Regions from separate parts of the Rattus norvegicus genome. Here region 1 is linked to region 2. A link is a contact called in public Hi-C data. All regions are on one chromosome and are shown on one strand. The core of a region is the stretch at or near the end of the contact, and the rest is flanking DNA. Distances in the headings are between cores, read along the strand shown.

Evidence for each region. Hi-C and Micro-C count contacts between places; a contact is called where the count stands out from the background.
Region 1: a Hi-C map of the A7r5 cell line shows a contact between it and region 2, with 6 times the contacts expected there. The contact joins the promoter of Traf5 here to the enhancer-like site in region 2. A contact is called at or near these places in 10 of 12 Hi-C or Micro-C datasets (the A7r5 cell line, the Rat2 cell line, Schwann cells and 5 more) and 1 of 1 datasets of contacts at active chromatin or transcription factors (oligodendrocytes).

Annotation. Positions count from the first base shown.
Region 1 is chr13:106,147,021-106,153,491 of GRCr8, reverse strand. Traf5 (TNF receptor-associated factor 5) reads left to right here and starts at 3,785. Exons shown (of 11, transcript NM_001398701.1): 1 at 3,785-4,141.
Region 2 is chr13:105,941,820-105,947,808 of GRCr8, reverse strand. Nek2 (NIMA-related kinase 2) reads right to left here. Exons shown (of 8, transcript NM_053691.2): 4 at 5,843-5,925; 5 at 5,079-5,205; 6 at 4,074-4,293; 7 at 1,250-1,375. Among named protein-coding and RNA genes, the nearest start is that of Nek2, 8.0 kb to the right of the region's middle. Within about 2 kb of position 2,823, at least 6 of the 93 cell types and tissues checked have an H3K27ac peak or open chromatin away from gene starts, as enhancers often do. A contact at or near this core is called in the A7r5 cell line, where this site is marked.

The DNA of each region.
Region 1 (6,471 bases), core at 2,536-5,035, 200 kb before region 2:
GAGTATCTTTAAAAACAAATTTTATCAGGTTGGGGAGACCTGCCCTCCGCCTGTCTTTTTGTTGTAGTCAGCTCACAGACAGAGCTGAGGGCAGGGTTCTCTGATGGAATGGATATGGTCATCTATTGCTGGTCAGGAAGAAAACGCATAGGTGTTGGTGCAGCACACTTTCTGCTGAGGATTGCTGTACCGTCCTTCACACCTGTCACCTGTCGAGCAGACTTTCCACCGTAGCCTCTAATGGAAGTTAATCATGCAACTTCAAGCCCAGGGAGATTAAACGTGCAACTTGAAGCCTAAGGAAAAGATGTTTTCTCCTTGTCTGGCCACGTCTACTGTTAGGTGACAGTACATATTTTTTTTTCAAAATAATATTTATATTATTCTTTGGGATATTTATATCATCCACCCAGATCACACTCACTTCCCAGTCCTTTCATGTCTGCCCCACCCCCTGTGACCTACACCCCCCCCAAAAAAAAGTCCAATTTGTGTTGTTCACATACTCACTGGAGCGTGGTCAAACTTTCAGTGGCCAAACCCCCTAAGGAAAGCTGAGTCCTTCTCCACTGTATCCCCAACAACCGCAGAGAGCTTCACTTCCATTTATTACAGTTTTTAAGAGTTCTCTTGGGCTGGAGAGATGCCTCAGCAGTTATGAGCAGCTCTTCCCGAGGTCCTGAGTTCAATTCCCAGCAACCACATGGTGGCCCACAACCATCTGTAATGGGATCCGATGCCCTCTTCTGGTGTGTCTGAAGACAGCTACAGTGTACTTGAATGCATAAAATAAATTTGTTTTAGGGTTGGGGATTTAGCTCAGTGGTAGAGCGCTTGCCTAGGAAGCGCAAGGCCCTGGGTTCGGGCCCCAGCTCCGAAAAAAAAAAAAACCAAAAAAATAAATAAATAAATAAATTTGTTTTAAATAAGAGTTCTCTTTGATGGCTTCCTTTTTAGGCTGTTACTTGGGGGTTGGAGTGGGTATTACAGAGGCCTTCCATGCCTCTCTTTCTCAGCTGCATCTGCAGTCACCGACATCACTGCCAAAGGGAGCTTCCTTGCTCTTTGCAGTCAGCTGGTGCTCAGATCATGGCTTCCTCATGGTTTCTGGAAACAGCACAGTCCGTGAACATGGCTACCTCCTGCAGCAAGATCATGGACCCAGACAAGGCCCTTGGAGGCAGCATGGGCTCAGACATCACTATAGCCTCAGGTGGCCACAGAGACCACTCAGATCAGTATGGCCTCTGTTGGCAGCACAGCCCACCAACATCAACATGGCTTCAGGCCAGAGCGTAGACCACAAATATCTGCACGGTATTTGGGAGTAACATGGGCCACGGACATCGACAACCCCCGCCCTACATCACCTTCATGACACCATGGGCCACGGTGTTTCCTCCATGGAGGTCCAATCCGGAAAGTGAACCATTCCCCGAGCTGGGCCTCTGCCATTTCCCAGAGCTATGGCAATCCCGTGGCCTGGTAGCGTGTTGGGAGTAGGAGGGGGGGTGCCTGCATCTGTCTACGCTGTGGATTGCTGCGCGTCATCCCACCAACTCCACTGTCCACCTCAGCCCTCTCTCACGCTGTCACTGCCTTCGAAGCTCTAGCTCCGTCTCTCCTCACAGCGCACAGCACTCTGCTCTTCATCTTTTCTCATCTCCATCGAACACTCCGGTCATCATAAGGGCGTCTGCAGGCCCCAGGACGGCCTTCACCCTGTCCAGCTTCCGCCTACCAATCCTGGAATTATGCATCTTGTCCTCAACTAGCACATGACCTCACTAGTCTCTCTGTAGACTGAGGATAATGCATGCCTCCCCTCTTCATCAGACTGCCTGCCCCCAGTCACACCAGCCGATTAAACAAACCACTGGTGGTAGGCAACTGTAGAGAGTCCTGAAGAACCAGCTGTCTGCCCTTTCCTTCTGCAGAAAGAGTTTGCGTATAGTTCAGTCCTTCTCTTTATAGGGGAATTTAGTTTAAGGACTAGTTAATCAGTTTACTGTTAAACATTATATGGAAATCAAATACTATTTTCAAATACTAAAACTGCTCAAATCCTGCCCTGTCTTTACTGTCCTCATGGCCTGCCTTCGCTTGTCTCAAAACAAAGCAAAACAAAACATAAACATTCCTGAAGGTGTGTGGGAAGGATAAAACATGATGTACATGGAGAAGCAAGAAAGCTGGACATGATGCTGTGCGCTTGCAATCACAGTGTTCAGGAGACAGGAGGAGAGGGGCCAGGAGTTTGAGTGAGCAAATGTGAACCAGCCTGGACTACAAGAGTCTGACTCTGAGATCAATACCAGGAGCTGGGAACATATCCTTCCCTTCTGACTACTACTGTGTTAGCACTAAAAGTACGGGCTGCTCTTCCAGAGGACCTGGGTTCAACGCCCAGCATTCACGTGATGCTTCACAACTGTCTGTGACTCCTGGTCTCTCTTCTGGACTCCTTAAGCGCCAGCAATACACGTGGTACACAGTCATGCATGCAAGCAAAAGAAATTCTTTCTCAGCTTGGGACTTCATTATACCAAGATCTTGGGCTCATATTTAGAATTGATTGCTCCTTTCAGAACCCTAGCTACATTATTCATTCCAGACATTGTCTTTCCAATCTATATTCCCTGTGGTGTCTAAATACTTAGGGTCCTGTCACCTTGCAATCATGTGAAGGGAAGTGGAAAGTAAGGTAAATAGATATACTGTAGGGAAGGTTAGGGAGGAGAAGGCTTGGGCTCAGCCTCTTTCAGTTCTCACAAGAGTAAGCTGGTACAGACTGCCAAAGCACGCCCACAGGCCATCTCCCCATGGAGGATTTAATCTCGCTAACCAAAGAGTTGCACCTGGATGTGGGGCTCCTATTGACTGATCCACCAGATCCCACATATGCTCCCTAAAACTGCTGCCCAGCTTCATTGCACACCTGTGTCCACTGCAAGGTAGCTAGTACCCTTTCCATGATGGGCATTTGATGCTCAAGACAGCTAAGTATTTCCCGCGCTTGTCTGACTTGGAAGGGGTTAGATTTGAGCCGCTAGCTTGCTTTGTTCATAGAGGCTGCAATTACTGTGAACCTGTAGAGCGAATACATTGTAACAGTCCTGTGTTTAGGAGTTGGGAGGCTAGGATTCAAGCTCTAGCCTTGGGTAGGTCCACTCAGATCAGCTCTAGAGCTCAGATAGAGCTTTCATAGTTCAGGCACGCTCCACCAGGTGGCTCTGAAGACCAGAAGAACTGTCTGGGGTGCTTTTGACAAGAGAACAGCCAGCGTTAAGCTAACAGCAGGATGAGGGCTGACGGATTCGCACTGCACTGTAGCAAGCTCAGGGAAGAAGGGATTTGAATCAGACCTCTGATCTTAAGCAAACGTGTCCACTCCAGAACGAATAGGTTTGGCAGGTCGGGAGGGAGGCTGATTGAAGAGCAAAATATATACAATTCAAAGGCTCATAAGGTACTAATGTTTCTAGAAAGAGAAGCCTAGGCTTCTAGAGTCTGGGTGATTCCCAGCATCTAGGGAGATACTTTGCCCAGCTCTGGTGACTTGCCGGCCGCCACCCTAGAAGCCTCACGCCCCCGCCTCTTGGGCGCCACGACCACGCCCCCATCCTTGGCCCTGCCTCTTGGGCGTCGTGACCACGCCTCCGTCCTCGGCCCCGCCTGTTGGGCGCCATTACCTTGCCTCCATCCTAGGTTCCGCCTGTTGGGCGCCCTGACCACGCCCCCGTCCTCGGCCCCGCCCCCCGAAGCCCGCGGCTGGGACTGGCCTAGCCGGCTGCGGAGGCGAAGCAGCCTTGCCCTCGCCGCCGTAGGGCGCCCGCGGAACTCCGCGAGCCCCGCAAGTGGGAAAGGCCGGGTGAGCTCACCATCCCGGCTCCTCAGAAACCGAAAGCGGCTCAGGGAGGTGGGTTGGAGGCGTGTGTGTTAGCGGGTGGACTGAGGCGACCCGGGACATCCGCGCCCGGCCCGGGGCACTTTTGCAAGACTTGTGAACACAGCCCATTAACGTGAGCTTAATGCCAGGGACTCGAACCTGCACCGGTGCTATAGCGCGTGCTCATTTGGAGATAGCACCCGACTCTGCAGAAGCTGAGTTCCAGATTTCGGCAGACCCAGGCGCCTAGAGGTGAGCACCCACTGCAGGGTAGGCGGAGACCGTTCTCACACCACTGCTTGACCCCCTTGCAATCCAACTGCGAGGTCTGACAGTACTGAGGACAGTTCTGAGGACTTTTGTTGCAGGTCCCTCTGGGCCACTCTGGTTGGCTTCTTTCTTCCTCAGCCTCTCCACTCAGGCTGCTGACTTTCCATATTTGGCTATTTCAGATTTGCTTTCATGAGAACTTGGTTTATCTCGCCGCTGCAGGCTCAGGGCTGGTTGGGGTCCGGTTGTGGGCTAAGGTCTGTCTGTGAAATGAGGAGAGATTCCCTTCTCCCCAATCCAGCTTGTTGCAGTAAAGGTGGGGCATAGGTGCGAAAACTAGATTAGGGCCGAGGAGGACGGTTTCCTTTTCCAGGAATATATGCATTTTTAAAGTCGTCGGGAATACTTACATGTAAATAAATTGGTTAAGGCATTTCTGAGAATAGAACTTCCTGGGTGTGTGAGATAATTTTAGACGGTAAAAGCCGGGGTTAACCGGACCTCTCCAATCCAGTTGCCACCGGCTGATCTGCTTCATACAGCCCAAAGCCAGAGATCTTAACACAATTGAGGGTCTGGATGAAAACCTGACACCACGGTAGACTGATTTGAACAGAAAAGGCAGAAATTACAGATGGGAAGGTGGGTGGGAGATGAAGGTGGAAATGCCTCAGTTTTGTTTGTGTAGTTAGTTCAGGAAATGGGTGTCTCCAGACCCTGGACTGTAGTTTCCCTAGGTCTCTTGTAGGGCTAAGCTGTGGAAAGGGGCCAGAACAGAGGAGGGTGACTTTCTCAGGGTCCATGGCTGAAGCCTGTGGTATGGGAGAAGGATGGCCAACGTCAGCAGAGAACCCACTGGATGTGGGTGGATGACCTGAGCTTTCCTTTCTGGGGTGTCTCGGAGTACTTGCAAAGTGGGGGAGCCAAAGCCTCTGAGTCAGTCCCATTAGCCTAGTGGGAGAAACAGCCTTACATAGCTACAATCTCCACTTTCCTGAGGGAAACCTTGAAGAAAACAGAGCCATTGAATGTGAAGCTGCCCCTTACAGCCCGTTTCCTCCTCGCTCACGTCACAGGCTCTCACTCTGTCCCCCACGACACCCTTGTGAGTCAGGGTAGCTTTCTACATCCCCCAGATGTTGAGGGGAAGCCCCAAGTGTCCACAACCCTGAGCTCTGCCTCGGGTCCAGGCGTGGGACTCTGAGGTTTCTGCTTCAGGGCTGTCACCTTCTCAAAGACCCACAACTGCCTACCTCCCCTTTAGTCTGAGGGGTCAGCAAAAGGACCCAGAATCCCCTAAGTGCCTCCAGCATCTGTTCCCAGCAATGTGGGTAAAGTTCTGCTGGAAACTGCCCCTGACATTGTGTGAACCAGTGCCACTCTCTCCACTCAGCCAACCAAGTGACCGGGGCAAGATCTGTGTCTGATTTTGTGGTGGCCTGGAATCTGGCATGGGTTAGCCTAAGAAGATGTTGGCTGAACTGCACTCAGTTTATTTGGGGTGTGTCTCCCAGTTACCGTGGACGGGGGTTAGTGAGAACTGTTTAGTTCCCGGGAATCAAATTAAGATGCAGGTTATAAATAACCTATCACATCAGACTAGCTTCTCTTTCCCAGAGAGAAGGGAGAGGTTCCGTTCCACCTGATTTCAAGCTGGAACTCGGAAGGGATGAGAAAACCTCACAGCAAGGAATGGGCAGTAGCCGAGTCTGGGCCTTCTGAGGTGACTCCTGTGTTCTCACCAGTATATGTTGACTAGAGGAAGCCAAGCTTCTCTGGACTGAGGAGAGAACTAGTGAGGACTTGGCCCTAAGCCAAAGTTTTAAAGACTTAACAAACTAGAGAAAGAGGACACAGGGACAGATGCAGTCTCTAAATGCTGTCTCAGCCTGGGTTGCAGCTCTTACAGCGTTCTTCTGGGCAGGAGCTGGTACTCCAGCAGAGACTGGTCAGAGTGGGAGAGGTGGGAGGAGCAATATCTACCAGCATGAGAGACAGGGAAAGGTGAATCACTCTATAGGACAGAAACAAAAGTACCAAGGGCTGGGGCACCTGCTGTTACCACCCTAGGACTGGGCCAGCATTGGTGTGCTGCTTTGCTGAGAGAAAAGTACTTGAGGAATTCCTGTGCATGGTCTCTGGCAAGCCATGTCTTATGAGGAAGTGGAATACTAGCAGACCTCGAAATAAAAGTGAAAATACTCATTGGTCCTGACAGAAACTCTAGTCCCCAGCACATTTTGCATATTAGCATCTGCAGGCAACTGACTGTGATTGATGTTCTAGCAAAAGCAGTGTGCAAGTGCACTGCT
Region 2 (5,989 bases), core at 1,574-4,073:
GAGCAGTGTGGTGGTTTAAATAACGGCTTCATAGGTGCATATATCTGAATGCTTAGTAATCAGGGATCGGCACTAACTAAAAAGATTAGGAGGTTTGACCTTGGAGGAACTCCCAGCAGATGAAAACATAGCTTAGCTACTTGACCAGCACCACACATGCCACCATGATGGTCATGGACTGAATCTCTGAAACTTAAGCCAGGTAAATGCGTTCTCTGGTGAGAACTGCAAGCAGTGTGTGCTGTTAACCAATGAGCCAACGGCTGGCCGGCCCTTTTCTTTTGGAGTCTGGAATTCGCTATGCACAGTAGCTGGTCTCAAACTCACAGCAATTCTGCCTCAGTCCTCCAAGTGCTGGGATCATACTTTACTCAGGACCTCTGCAAGAGCAGTCCGTGCTCTTAACCACTGAGCCACCTCTCCAGCCCAGGATCACAGGCTTCTGTCACCATGCCTGTTAAGCCATACTATGATTGAGGTGTGTGGTAGTTTTAAAATACCAGGATGTTTGCTTGAAAACGTAGAAACAGTTTTGGTAACATAACTGTCTTGGGGTTTCATGGCTGGGAAGAGACACTATGACAAAGGCGACTCTTCTAAAGGACATTTAATCTGGGGCTGCCTTACAGGTTCAGAGATTTACTAGTCCATTATCTTCATGGCAGCACGCAGACAGGCATGGTGCTGGGGAAGGAGCTGAGAGCAAGGAGGGACTGTCTGTGTGCCACACTGGGCATAGGAGACCTCAAAATCTGCCCCCACAGTAACACACTTCTCCAACAAGGCTAACAGTGCCACTCCTCACGGCCAAAGATTCAAACACCCAAGTCTGTGGGGGCCATACCTATTCAAACCACAATAGCACCATACCTGAAAAAACTCGAAATGTATAATTTTGAAAGTGTTCCCATTTCAAAAATTTAAATTTTACCTATCACCTATGCCTTTCGGTTTGGTGAGTGAAGTTGAAATGAAATTACAACTCCTGTCAGGTCTCTCGCCCAGGGACTCAGCTGCTGCAGCAGCAAAGCCCATTCCACTCAGGAGTGGAAACTCAATGATGTCACCCTGAGATCTGGGAACTGTAAGGCCCAAGGCCTACAACCCACTCTGGGGGCCACACTGAGGTGCACGTCCCATGTGAGGTGGTGTGTGTGAGGTGGTGTGTGTGAGGTGGTGTGTGTGAGGTGGGGTGTGTGTGTGTGTGTGTGTGTGTGTGTGTATGTGTGTGTGCAGCTCACAGGCATACCTGAGCCGCCAGCCAGACACAGGAGCCTGTGCTCCTTCAGCAGGCTGTAGTTCTTCAGCAGACTCTCGGCTCTGGCCAGTTTGTCCTCGGCAAGTCTCTCTCGAATACAAAGTTCACGTTCTTTCTCTTGAAAAAAGGAATGGAAAAGCAACACCAATGACTAAGGAGCTCTGGCCACAAACATCTCCTGCAGCCTGGCGGTCCTATCTCCTCCTCTCCTCACCCCACTTGCAGGCTGGGAAAGTTCTCAACCTTCCTAATGCTGGGACCCTTTAATACACTTCCCCATGTTGTGGTGACCCCAACCACAACAGGATTTCTGTTGCTACTTCATAACTATAACTTTGCTATTGTTATAAATCACAATATAAATATGACATGCAGGGTCTATTTTCATTGTTACAAATCGAACATAATTAAAGCAGTGATTAATCACAAAAATATATGTAATTACATATTGTGAAATATTTACTCCTAATTACAAATAAATGTAATTTTGTCTTGAAGCATGGGGTGGCATTGGTAACGATCTTAACACAACAGTAAACTATACTTTGCCACACTTTGCAGCAGCTCCAGTAGAAAGAAACCTCACTGCAAAGGTTGGGATTGCTGCTCCTCACCCGATCAGAGCTCTTAGGCCGTCTTTGCAAGAGCACAAGTCTCTGCTCTGGCGTGCCACTGCTGCTGCTGTGTTTGCTATCCCAACACCACCAAACCAGACTGCTGCTATGTTCATAAAGTGTTTGTGAGTAGCTTGAGCACCGCTGATGATTCTTGTGAACTCAACTGCTGATTTCTTGACAAAGCAGGTGAGAGCTGCTCCAAAAAAACAATTGCTAAACAGGTCCACTGCCCCTGTATCCTAACAGCCTTTCTTTTCCACTATCTCTGGTGGGCTAGAAGGAAGGGCAAAGCATTTAAGAACCATCTTTAAAAACAGGGTTTAAAAAAATTAAAAGACTGGGGTTGGGGATTTAGCTCAGTGGTAGAGCACTTGCCTATCAAGCACAAGGCCCTGGGTTCGGGCCTCAGCTTCGAAAAAAACAAACAAAAAAGACTACAGGGTATAGCCACAAACACTTGCTCCAGAGTTCTGTAGCTGGGCATTGTGAAGGAATCGGCCCTCACTGTGCCACTCTAAGTTCAGTGGACAAACTCCTCTTGTGCTGTAACAGCTTCGACTTTAGCAAGTGCAAATGAGCATCATGCAGACTTGGAAAAGACAATGAAATGTCTTGTCTGTAAGCATGTGCAAGTGTTCTCACACAGAAATTATCTCTGTAATCTATTTGTCTGAATCAATGTCATGTTCCTCCCAAAAAAAAAAAAAAAAAAAAAAAAAGCAGGTAAGGTAGGCAGCATGTACATTTTATTTTTATCCTTTTATCCATTTATTTATTTGCCAAAGCTGAAGTTCTACTACTTGGAACAATCAGATCCTCCAGACAAATGGAGGCATGTTCTATTTGGTCCTTGCAGTGACAAATATGGAACCTAGAAAGTTACTGTCTGCAGTCACTTCTATATTACTGCCAAGTGCTCAGCCCTGCACTGAGCTTTCTGCCTGAGAACGCTTTTCCTCTTGACAACCGTTTCATCATCTCAGTGTGAGTAAGCAGAGCTTATTTGCAGCGTCCATCCATGCGTCCGACTATTTTAAGGGCTCACCTTTACAAAGCTGACTCAGAATGCTTTTCATTACCTTTCATTGTTGTTGTTTTGTTTTGAGACAGGGATTCTCTATGCAGCTCTGGTGCCCTCTGAGACCCACCTGCCTCTGCTTCCTGGGTGCTGGGGTTAAAGGCACGTGCCACCATGCCCAGCCCTTTTCACTACTTCTCATAACTCTGTGGCAGTGTCTTCATGGCTAATATTTGCCAATGAATCATACAGTGAGTTCTGATGATTTCTGGTGACTCACTCAGCTCCAAACATTGAAATCCAGATCTACCTCTTTGCATAGCCAGAGCACCATCTGTGCAAATACCAGACCTTCCCAAGAGCTCCTATGCTCCTTCAGAAATGAACCAATTGTGCCCTGCAGTCGTTTCAAGAGCCTTGCGAAAAAGGAAACTGGTCTCTAAAGTTCCATCATTAATGTACCTCATGTAAACCAGTAAAGGAAAAGCCTGCATCTGTGGACTCACAGAACTGGATACCAAATACTGAAGTGGAGCAAATTTACTTTGCTAGATTGTCTAATTAAGAACATCAGCAGATGTGTTAGGCCTGTCTCTGGGCATCTTGGGTGTCTTCTGTGTGTCCTCTGCTGCATGGTAGAGGCCACCTCTGGGTGGCTTTCAAGTCTGAGCTCATCAGCTTTGTTTCTAAACAATCCATATGCTTGCCAGGAGGGCACTGACGCATGCCCGCTACCAAACAGGAGAGCACAGACACACACCTGCTACCAAAATGGTACTTTATTTTGCTCAGCTTCCTAGATTTGGCTGATAGAAATTCACAACAAATAACACACTGTGGCCCCAACTCTTACTGTAATTACTGAGGTAAAACCACACTGTAGAAAATTCTCTCTATATTCTCTCCATGACCATTGTCATGGGATGGTTTTCTAATAGAATTTCTAATGAAATCATATATATATATGTATGTATGTATGTATGTATGTATGTATGTATGTATGTGTGTGTATATATATATATATATATACAATCCCCAGGACCTGCAACTAAAAAGAAAAAGAAGGTTCCAATGGCCTGTGCATATAAGTTCTTCTGTTCAGTCCCCAGCCCCACCTTTCCACTGCAGTCAGTTGCTGGCTCCCTGGCTCCCTGGCTCCCTGGCTCTGGGCACTACTCACGCTCCAGGCTGTCCTCCCGAGCTCTCAGTGCTCGCTCTCGATCCTGCAGCTGCCTTTCCTTCAACTTGAGCTCACTCAGCACAGGGCTGGAGTCCTGCAGCTTCGAAGGCTCGCCTGAGCGCCGTCCCCTCCTCTCCAGATTTCTCCTTTGCTCTTCTGCAACCAAGTCTGCTATCAAAGGGCTCTCCAGAATTTCCTCCACTGAAGGTCGATGGTAGTCCTGAAGAAAGTGTGGCAGGCAGATCAGAGTCATCTTAAGAAAAGCAGCTACGTTAGCAGGGTAAACAAAAGACAGTTCCTGCATCGAGAGATATCTGGTTAAACACCTGGAAACACAAGTTCACTGGTCACAAAGTGCTAGGTCTGCACCAAGACACAGGTTTATCTTCCTGTTTGATTTTAAGGAGCTGGCTCAGGCCTGCAGAACTACTCACACCTATACACACACTGGAAATCATTGGGCTGCTCTGCAGAAGTGGGACCTGCTTCTCTAAATACCAAGGACATCCTCACAACCTTTAGTCTTACCAGTCTGTCCCCCGCATGCCCCACCACACCCCTCCTGCATCCTCCACAAAGCCCCAGCTCCCCACTTCACTCTCTCTCATCAGCTGACAAAGACCACCTGCCTCCTGTCCCACCAGCCAGCTAGAGAACCTTTGCAGGATATTTTCACCCTGTTGACCTTCCTCTCATACTCTGTCATCCCTTACAGAGAAGGGAGAGTAACAGCCCATTCTGGTTCCTTCCTTACTCTCACTGCTGCTCTGAGATCGGCCTTTCCTCAGTCCTTCCATGCCACGACCCACTGGTCACTGTGGCAGAAGATGTGAGGCTGTGGATGTTGAGGAGACGTGTCTCCACACCTGTGAGCGTCCGCCTGCGCGAACACGATTTTAGCCAGAGAGACTGACGGCTTCTTTAGTTATCATCCATCTTTACACAAGAATACATCTCCAAAGTTCAGAGTCTGAGACAGAGCACACAAGGCCTTGCAACCATTACCTTTAAATTCAGCATCCGAGTGATGAGGTCATTCAAGCCATCAGAGTAGCGGTAGGGGATGCGCCGGAACCTCCCTTCCCTGATTTTCCCCGCTAACTCTTTCTGGTTGAAAGCTGTAAATGGAGGCCTGGGATTTTAAAAAAAAAATTAAAAGAGAAAGGAGGGAAGAGATAGAAGGGAGAGAAGAGGGCAAGGGAGAACAGAAGTTATAAAAATGTTCAATGAACACAAAGGACAGGAACAAATGGGCGACTGGAGTCCGCTCTGCACTCCACTCCCTCATCTGGGACTCTCCCTGGCTACAGTTAGTGTCGCCGCTGTGCGTGTGACAAGGCCGGGCTGCCATATTTTAGGGATGAACAGCTCTCTGACTTGGGCTATGTCCATGTTCTGAACATTCTGCAGCACTGTGGCTTCCAACTACTAGACCCAAGGACAGCCCAAACTGTCTCCAGTGTGATGGAAAGTCTTTCCTCCATCCCTGTACAACTGTGGTCCTGGGGACCAGCTTGGCAGTGCTGGAGGAAAGTGTCAAGACTCAGTCCTTCCTGTTCTCCCAACCCCAGACCTTGCCCGCCCCTGCTGTATCTTCTTTGTTAGCCTGATCTATAAACTGCCCTCCAGCACCCATTTTCCTGAACACAGCAGGACTCGGCCCGACAGGTTCCATTCTAAATGTGTAGAAGTCAGGTATTTTGCTGTTGCTATTGTGACAGGGCCCGGTGAGTGTAACCAGAGTGTGAGCCCGAACCATGCACACTCACATTAGTGCACACAGCTCATACAGCAGGCAGCCCAGCGACCAGATGTCCGACTTCTCATTGTAAGACAAGCGGCTTATTTGCTCCTGAAGGAGAGGATAACAAGAAAAGTAACAAGGAAGTGAGAGCTTGTTTTGTTTCAAAGTTTAA